Linked DNA regions of Mus musculus: all the other regions are linked to region 2. A link is a contact called in public HiChIP or PLAC-seq and promoter capture Hi-C data. All regions are on one chromosome and are shown on one strand. The core of a region is the stretch at or near the end of the contact, and the rest is flanking DNA. Distances in the headings are between cores, read along the strand shown. Region 1 holds the start of 1110032F04Rik (RIKEN cDNA 1110032F04 gene). Region 2 holds the start of Il12a (interleukin 12a). Region 3 overlaps Iqschfp (Iqcj and Schip1 fusion protein).

Region 1 (2,700 bases), core at 70-2,569, 180 kb after region 2:
TCAAGCAAAGCATGGTGTTCCCACCAAAAGAAGAACCAGAAGACTTTGCACTTAAGCTGGCCCATGGTTGACCTCCATTAACCCCACCCCATTCTGCTTGCTCTCCTCCTCTCTTCAGAAGAGAAAGCCTGGGTCATAGCTGAGTCTGTTCGGGCACTGTATGTCCTTTTACTTATTTTCTCACACCAACCTTGAAAATTCCCTATTAGTTTTCCTCGTCAGTGAGTCCTTCTGTGTAAGTGTGTCTGTTTTATACTGCCTCAACCAAAGCAGCTTTCTCAGGGGCTCCACCACCCAACAGATATATGCCCAAAGGGTCTGGATGCGCTGAGCTTTCCTCCAGGGGTGGGTGACATGAAGGGAAACGGACCCAAGTACTATTTGGAAACAAAGTACTTGTTTCCTTTAAAGTCAGATTTTGCAAACAAGAATAACCTTGAAAAAGACCTTCAGATCGCGCTCAGGAACTTGGCCAACCACTTACTGCTCCCCTCCGCCTTCCTACATAGGCTATTTATGCTGCAGGAGGGAGCCCCTGCACCCCACAATTCTGCTGTCCTCTTTGAGTACAGGAAAGCCGAGGGCTGGGTCAGGTGAGTCTCTGAGAACTAAAGGTCTTCTTTCTTCTCCTTGGTGAGCAGGGTCACCTCAACAGAGTGCTTCTCGGTCCCTCTGGGGCTACCTCTGTGGCTGTAACTTGAGCCTCTCCAAAGAATTCTTACCTGTTCTGGAGTTTCTTAGGGTCCGCGCTCCCCAACAACCTGGACCTACCTGTCAGCAGAACTATCCAGCAATTCCCACCCTAGAACCTTAGGGCAGCAATGGGGCTGCACTGGCCATTAATGGCCATCATTCATTTTTAATCAGAAAGATCACAAGAAAGATGGTAAGCGGAACCCGGTCCGAGTCAATTTAAATAATATTCCCGGGGAAATCCAATCACTTAAAACTGAGACACCTACGCTAGTGAGAGAGCGCGCCCCGCCCGTCTGGCGAGGAAGAGCGCGCCGGCTGAATTAATCAAGATCAAGGGGCTCCGGGGCTGAGAGCTCAGCCTTAACCCTTCCAGCGCCGCGGGGTACCCAGGTGCCGGAAGAAGAGCGCGGCGGGCAACGGCCGAGATGCCCAGAGAGACCCAGCGCAGGCCGGCTCTGTTCATCTCCGCGGCTCCGCACGCTTCTCCCGGGACCCTGGCGCCCAGGCGCTACGGCTCGAGGTCACAGGCTCCCGAGGCGGCGACAGCGGTGAGCAGCAGCCGCCTCCCGCAGCCTCGGCGCGCCCCGGGCTCCTCCTCCCGCCCCAGCGTGGCCAAGTGAGCACCGCTCGGGCCGCAGGTAGCCGGGGCGCGGGAGGCGGCGCGCGCGGGACCCATCGCAGCGCCGGGGCCAGACGGAGCTCCGAGCCTCGCGGTCCCGGACGCCAGCGGAGATCTGCGCCGGCCATGTGGGGTCCCGGGGTCACCGCCGAGGGCCTGTCGGTGGCTCCAGCGCCACCGCCGCTGCTGCCGCTGCTGCTGCTGTTGGCGCTGGCGTTGGTGGCGCCCTCGCGGGGCGGCGGGGGCTGCGCGGAGCTGGCGTGCGGTGAGCGGGAGCGCTGCTGCGACTCGGCCAACGCCACGGCCGTGCGCTGCTGCAAGCTGCCGCTCCACGCCTTTCTGGACAACGTGGGCTGGTTCGTCCGCAAGCTCTCTGGGCTGCTCATCCTGCTGGTGCTCTTCGCCATCGGCTACTTCCTGCAGCGCATCATCTGCCCCAGCCCACGCAGGTACCCGCGTGGCCAGGCGCGACCTGGCCAGGCACGACCCGGGCCTCCCGGGGGTGCGGGACCGCCGGGGACGGCGGGGCCACCCGACGACGACGACGACTCGCCCGCTCTGCTGCGCGACGAGGTGGCCGCGGGCTCGCAGGACTCACTGTTGGATAGTGGCGGTGGTCGGGGCCGAGGAAGTGGCGGACGCCTGCCTCCCTCCTGCGTTTCGGAGCACGAGCTGCACGTGGTGTCACCGGTGTTTCTCCAGCTGCCCAGCTACGAGGAGGTCAAGTACCTGCCCACCTATGAGGAGTCCATGCGGCTGCAGCAGCTCAGCCCAGCGGAGGTCGTGCTGCCCGTGTCGGTGCTCGGCCGCCCGCGAGGCGGCAGTGCCGGGGACTCCGACGGCGGCCAGGTCCGTTTCCCGCTCATCTGAGTTCAGGGAGCCTCATGGGGATCGCCCGGATCCTACAAGGTTGGGGGCTGCGGGTGGCACGCAACAGCTGGTGTGTTGGCGGCCGCCACTGACTGCCTCTGACCACACCTAGCATCCCCGTACAACCTGTAGCCCCGCGCCTGGGTTGGGGTCAGTCCCCTCCCTCTCGCTTCCCGGGGAATCTGTGGTTTTCTATGTTTCTTTGGGCTCAAGGCTGGGCAGCTCGGCGGGGCAATGGCTTAGGACTAGCCCCCAGCTCTTCTTGGACGGTCGTCCCCGCCCTCTGCCATGCCTCCCCTTGTGTTCACTGTAAGTGCCTGCTTCTCCAATCCAAAAGAACAGGTAAACCGTTTGGTGTGTTTAGAGACCAGCGGCTTGCTTTACTGTTGTTAAAAGGGAAGGAGCATAGGTCCATTCCTTGCTCTCCTGCTTGGACCGGTCACGGTCTCCCAGGACATAATGGTGAGGAGCCTTTGGCTCTGGACCACGACCAGTGACTGCTGCATGCAGTCTGT
Region 2 (2,700 bases), core at 102-2,601:
TCTAATCATCCATTGTCCCTTGTCCCCAGTTCACAGCCACAGGGACCTCACTGATCAGAGCTGCTATGGTGTCCTTCTTATTGGCTTGGCTTCGCCCTTTTCAACAGAGGTCCACCCTGCTGAGTAAGTGCTCACTGATCTCTTCTGTCCAGGCTTTAGTGGACTTCAGAAGGAAGAGGCACCGGCTCTTCTCTCCCGTGCTCCCAAAGGCTTGTGGTTATGGAGATGGTTGCCTCAATAGGAGGTGGGCTCTGACAGCTGGATGGGTCTGGGGGAAGCCAGACACATGGCAGGCTCCAAGTCAATGACCAAGCAGGGCCTCCTCTCTCTGCACACCCAGTGAGGCTGTCTTGGGGTAGAAAGGAGTTAAGTTCCAAGGAATCTCCTACCCCAAACCTCCAAATTACAGCTTGTCATTGCAAGCTTCGAACTCTCACACTTTCTTTGCAGGAGCTGGGACTACGCTCAATCAGCCTGGGGAGTTATCAGGTGTTAGCCTGTTACCCCACTGGGAATCCCTTCAGCCACCTTTGTTCTCCATCTTGAATGGAGCCATGGGTTGGCCATATCCTGCCACCTACTCCCTTGGATCTGAGCTGGACCCTTGCATCTGGCGTCTACACTGCTGCTGAAATCTTCTCACCGTGCACATCCAAGGATATCTCTATGGTAAAAGTCCAGAAAGGCTAAAGATGTTGTCCACAATCTCTCGGCAATGACCAGATATATCCCCACCAGTATCACAACTTGCAACGCGCTCCGTTCCCATCTGCCCTCTGCCTCCCTACTGTGTTGATTCCCATTTCCAAAACTAGCTCAGAATGCATCCCACTGGCAGCCAGGCAATGCCTTCTTGCAGATCTGGAGGCTTCAGGAGCCTTTGCTGCCTCTTAGGCTCCTGCAGAGAGATGGCCTTGCTCTCTCTGGGCCCTTTTCCCCCAAGATGCTGTGCAGTCGTCTCACTAAATCAAAACTGCCAGAACTGAGTTTTAAGCGATATATAGCCACCACATCTATTTTGTTCCTTTATACTTTCAAAGTAGGACAGATTCGCAAAATACATTGAGTCAGACTCAGTGTCCACGATGGAGAGACGAGTGGGTAGCTTGTGCTTCTTTAGAAGGGGCACTGGGCAGCGTGTTAGGGCTAGGGGGTAGTGGGGCAGGACAGACCTGTCCCGGGACAAGAGTGGCTACTCGCAGGCCGGTTTTGCTTTCGCTCTGAGTGTGGTGGGCGGTGGGACGGTCCCGAATCTCCTCAAACGGGCACTCCGAGAGTTAATTCGAAAGCGCCACCAGCCTTGGGGGCGATCGACGCACTTGTCCTTGAGATGTAGAGACAGAGAGAGAAAGCAAGAGACACAGTCCTGGGAAAGTCCTGCCGGCTATCCAGACAATTATAAAAATGTGTCTCCCAAGGTCAGCGTTCCAACAGCCTCACCCTCGGCATCCAGCAGCTCCTCTCAGTGCCGGTCCAGCATGTGTCAATCACGCTGTAAGTACCTGAGGGCCGGGACCAGGGTGACTTGATGAGAGGAGAAGGCTTGAGAAAGAACAGACAGAAGCCCTGGACCCATTAAGGGAGACTAAAGGGCTGCCAGCAACTGCAGGCCAAGGGAAGGAAGAGGGGAAAGATGGTCGTGCTAGATTGCGCTGCACCGAGCATGGTCTCATTATAGAACAACCCTGGGGGCTACGGCTATGCCCGTTTCACAGAAGAGAACTAAAGCCCAGCCTTGAAACCAATGTAAGGAAAATGCAGGTCTCAGGCAGTCCCCAAACAAGATCTGGGAGGTCTTGCTTCATCTGTCAGCCCCGGGGAAGGGCTTAAATTATGTGTGGAGGGAGGTCAGTACCCAGAATGGATGGAAAAAATTGCCAGAATGGCTGAAGAAAGAGGCAGGTCAAAACCAAGTTGACAAGCTCCACCTGCCCTTTGTTTCCCTTCCAGACCTCCTCTTTTTGGCCACCCTTGCCCTCCTAAACCACCTCAGTTTGGCCAGGGTCATTCCAGTCTCTGGACCTGCCAGGTGTCTTAGCCAGTCCCGAAACCTGCTGAAGACCACAGATGACATGGTGAAGACGGTGAGTTTCTCCTGTCCTTCTGGCTTCAAAGTTCCGCTGTTGACATGACTTCTAACCTATCTGGTATCTGCTGGGAAGTTTATGGTATCTGGCAGGAACCGTAGAGGGTTTCAAGACTTCTAAATATAATCTAAAGGAAACTGTGTCTCTAGAGAAAGGAAGAATGGTAATAAATTGTAACGGCATCGGTTTAGGCTGTGTCTACACAGAGGAAAGTGGGGACTTGCAATGTCCCTCCCAGCCTGCCTGCCTGTGTGACACAGTGTCAGGTGCTCCCTGCTTCTGCTTCAGGGCAGGTGGAACAGGGAGACAGTCTCTAGGTACACTCTCTGTGCTTCACAAGCCATAGAGATGAATTAGATTGTCTCTCCCCCTGCTCACCAGTGTCCAGCACTGTGATGCAGTCCCTTGTCGGATGGACACATGTCAGGGAGGACTCAGACATCAGATAGCAAGCAGGTCCAGCCTCCAGTTTTCTGGGGCAAGTGTGATCCAGTTTTAGTCACGGCTCCACTCATTTTTCTCAGGTTTCATGTTTGAATGCAAAATAGCCTTTTCCGTTGTAAAATTGCCACGGTTTCCTCTCGCTTTGGGGACAAAGCTACAGCAAAATGCT
Region 3 (2,700 bases), core at 115-2,614, 200 kb before region 2:
ATGTTTTCTAATTATTTGTGTATGATGAGTGTGCATGTGCCATGATATATGTGTGGAGGTTAGAGGGCAACTTTATGGGGTTGGTTCTCTCTTTCTACCTCTACACGAGCAGAAACGGGCTGTCAGGCTTACACAGCAAATTCTTATACCTGATGAGCTATCTCTGGCTGGCCCAAGAGATGAGTTTTAAATAGACATTCTATTAAAATATAGCACAATCAATGGGAGGGGGGATAAAATCTTAGATATTCTGAATATCTATCTCTATAATGTATACACAGATAAGCTACTAAGTGAAAACTGACTATTGGTAGGGGTACCGTGTACCCAAGAGAATCCACCTCACCTGTTAGCAGACATACATTAATGCAGGAATTGAACTTGGAATATTTTTCTTTTGAACTTTTTATTGATTCTTGGTGAATTTCACATCACACACCCAAATCCCACTCATCTCCCTGTCCCCTTAATATCTGTCCTCTGCCCTTGCAACACCCCCCCCCCCAAAGGAAACTGAAATAGAATAAAAAATTCTTGTTGTGGAAGCTGTGGTGTGTCACACAGTATACTCTTTTGTCCACACATCTTACTTGCAAATGTTCATTGCAATGAGCCACTGGTTTGTTTTGAGGCCTCTGGCTTCTGCTATACCGTCAATACTGCATTCTCATCAGACCTCCTCTCAGACATCCCATTGTTGTTCAGTGTCAGGGAGATCCTGCAGTCTGCACAACTGACCCCTTCAGTACTCCAGCAGATCATCTATGGGAGTAGATGTTGGGGTAAGCCAACTCAGAGCCCTGGATCTGGGCCTGGGCCATAGCTGAGTTGGTCATTCTGCCCTCTCTCCTGAGCCTGCAGTACCATAGAGAACTCTTCAGCATCTCCTGAATCTTGCAGCCAGCAAGGGGCCAGTTAGCTCTCCTGCTCTCCATGTTCTCAAGGCCAGCTTACCTGTGCCTTAGCCACCAGGGCTAGTTCTGTGCTGCCCAGGTGAGGTGCAGGGCCCACTCTCCTGGGTGCTAGAGCTGGCAAGGGGAGGGACCAGCCCTCCTGCTGTCATGACTTCAGAGCCAACTCTCCAGCCTGCTGCCTGCCACAACAAGGGGCAAAGGGGTCGGGGTGGGGCAGACGCGGCATCTTTTGATAAGGAAGGTGATAAAAAGACTGAGAGACATTATTTGCATTCCATTTCCCATCTTTTCTAGGATGAAATCCATAGGGTCTCTAGACTGGAAGAAGCCTGTTTTCTTCCAGACATTAAACCAACCCCTACTATTTGCCAAATGCCTTCAACAGGCAGTCCGCCCTCTTTCATCTGCAAATTGTGGTCATAAAGTTGTTTAGAGACTGGGCTGGAAACAAGATCCAGATGTTCTACGTCTAGGACACTTTGTCCTACAGAGCGGTTCAGTATCCCCAGAGCTACACACAGGTGATGAAACAGCAGAACATCTGTGTCCTGTGTGTGACTTGCATGGAATTCACACAATAAAGATGAAACAAGCCCTTCGATAGCCACCTCCGTGTTAGTATAGCAGCCACAATATAAAGAACATTCAGTGTCAGGGCTAATTATTTGAACTAGCTTAGAGAAATTTCTGCAAATAATCCTTTTTTTTCCACCCTTCTCATACCCATTCCAACACATGTATATCAAACAGGTCCTTTCTCAGATACTGCCTTAACAAATTAAAATCCTGGAAACAGCACTAGCTACTTTTCCCTGAGGGGTGTGGCCATCTCAGCCACACTGTTTTATTGTGGATCCAGTTTCCTACCTGTGACAAATAAAAACCCAAGCTGATCTTAAAGGAATGTTTTGAGAGGGGAGACAGGGGAGGAACTTAACACATTAGCAGGCAGCAACATGATATTTTCTTTCCTGAAGTGTCTATACTTTTCCTTTAAAACTTGTTTGATTTTTCAAGATGGGGTTTTTCTATATAGCTCTTGCTGTCCTCGAACTTGCTCCATAGACCAGGCTGGCCTCCAACTCAGAGATCCACCCGTCTGCCTAGAGTGCTGGAATCTAGGGTGTGCACCACCACTACCAGTCAGCTTTTTGTTTTTATTTAAGATTTCTTCATTATGTGTAGGAGTACTCTATTTGCATATGCACCTTCATGACAGAAGAGAGCATTAGACTGAATTATAAATGATCCCAAGCTACTATGTGGGTGCTAGGAATTGAACTCAGGACCTCTGGAAGAGCACCCAATGCTCTTAACCACTGAGCCATCTCTCCAGCCCCACCTGTCAACATTTTTAAAAATTTGTTTATTTGTGTGTGTTTTGCCTGCACATATGTATGCAGGTGTACCATGCTCTTGAAGGCCAGAAATGAGTGAGTGGAGTTAAAAATATTGTGAGCAGCCATGTGGATGCTGCAAATAGAACACATCTCTCTGGCCCCTATACTCTTTTTTTTTTTTTTTTTTTTTTTTTTTTTTTTACAACTTAAGATCCTAATTTGTTGAATACTGCTGAACTTAACAGGCCAGGGACTGTGCTAGCTAGCTGCCTCACACACACAGACATACATACTGCCCACACGGTGATTCCAAGTAGGAGACAGAGCTAGACTGAGGATGCTGCAAGGAGACTCTTTCTGACATTTTCCCCCACGTGGGACCAAGATCTACTAACCTTGTAGATGAAAGAGTAAGAATAAAAATTCTAAACCCAAACTACCCAGCG

The links. HiChIP or PLAC-seq counts read pairs in DNA pulled down with a chosen protein or histone mark. Capture Hi-C pulls out chosen DNA fragments and counts their contacts.
Region 1: a promoter capture Hi-C map of adipose tissue shows a contact between it and region 2. The contact joins the promoter of 1110032F04Rik here to the promoter of Il12a in region 2. A contact is called at or near these places in 3 of 39 promoter capture datasets (embryonic stem cells, neural stem cells and stem cell-derived epiblast-like cells), 1 of 484 Hi-C or Micro-C datasets (nephron progenitors), 3 of 115 datasets of contacts at active chromatin or transcription factors (embryonic stem cells and stem cell-derived neural progenitor cells) and 3 of 9 other capture datasets (adipose tissue, liver and pancreatic islet).
Region 3: an RNA polymerase II HiChIP or PLAC-seq map of embryonic stem cells shows a contact between it and region 2, with 10 read pairs. The contact joins the enhancer-like site here to the promoter of Il12a in region 2. A contact is called at or near these places in 3 of 484 Hi-C or Micro-C datasets (the HL-1 cell line, the N1E-115 cell line and olfactory sensory neurons) and 7 of 115 datasets of contacts at active chromatin or transcription factors (embryonic forebrain, embryonic midbrain, embryonic stem cells and 2 more).

Annotation. Positions count from the first base shown.
Region 1 is chr3:68,868,267-68,870,966 of GRCm38.p6, forward strand. 1110032F04Rik (RIKEN cDNA 1110032F04 gene) reads left to right here and starts at 1,320. Exons shown (of 1, transcript NM_001167996.1): 1 at 1,320-2,700. The coding sequence starts at 1,442. The coding sequence ends at 2,185.
Region 2 is chr3:68,690,073-68,692,772 of GRCm38.p6, forward strand. Il12a (interleukin 12a) reads left to right here and starts at 1,352. Exons shown (of 7, transcript NM_008351.3): 1 at 1,352-1,494; 2 at 1,951-2,084. The coding sequence starts at 1,479.
Region 3 is chr3:68,487,122-68,489,821 of GRCm38.p6, forward strand. All of the region lies in intron 4 of Iqschfp (Iqcj and Schip1 fusion protein), which reads left to right. The region is part of intron 1 of Schip1 (schwannomin interacting protein 1); the gene reads left to right. Among named protein-coding and RNA genes, the nearest start is that of Gm22073, 59 kb to the right of the region's middle. Within about 2 kb of position 1,365, at least 25 of the 459 cell types and tissues checked have an H3K27ac peak or open chromatin away from gene starts, as enhancers often do. A contact at or near this core is called in embryonic stem cells, where this site is marked.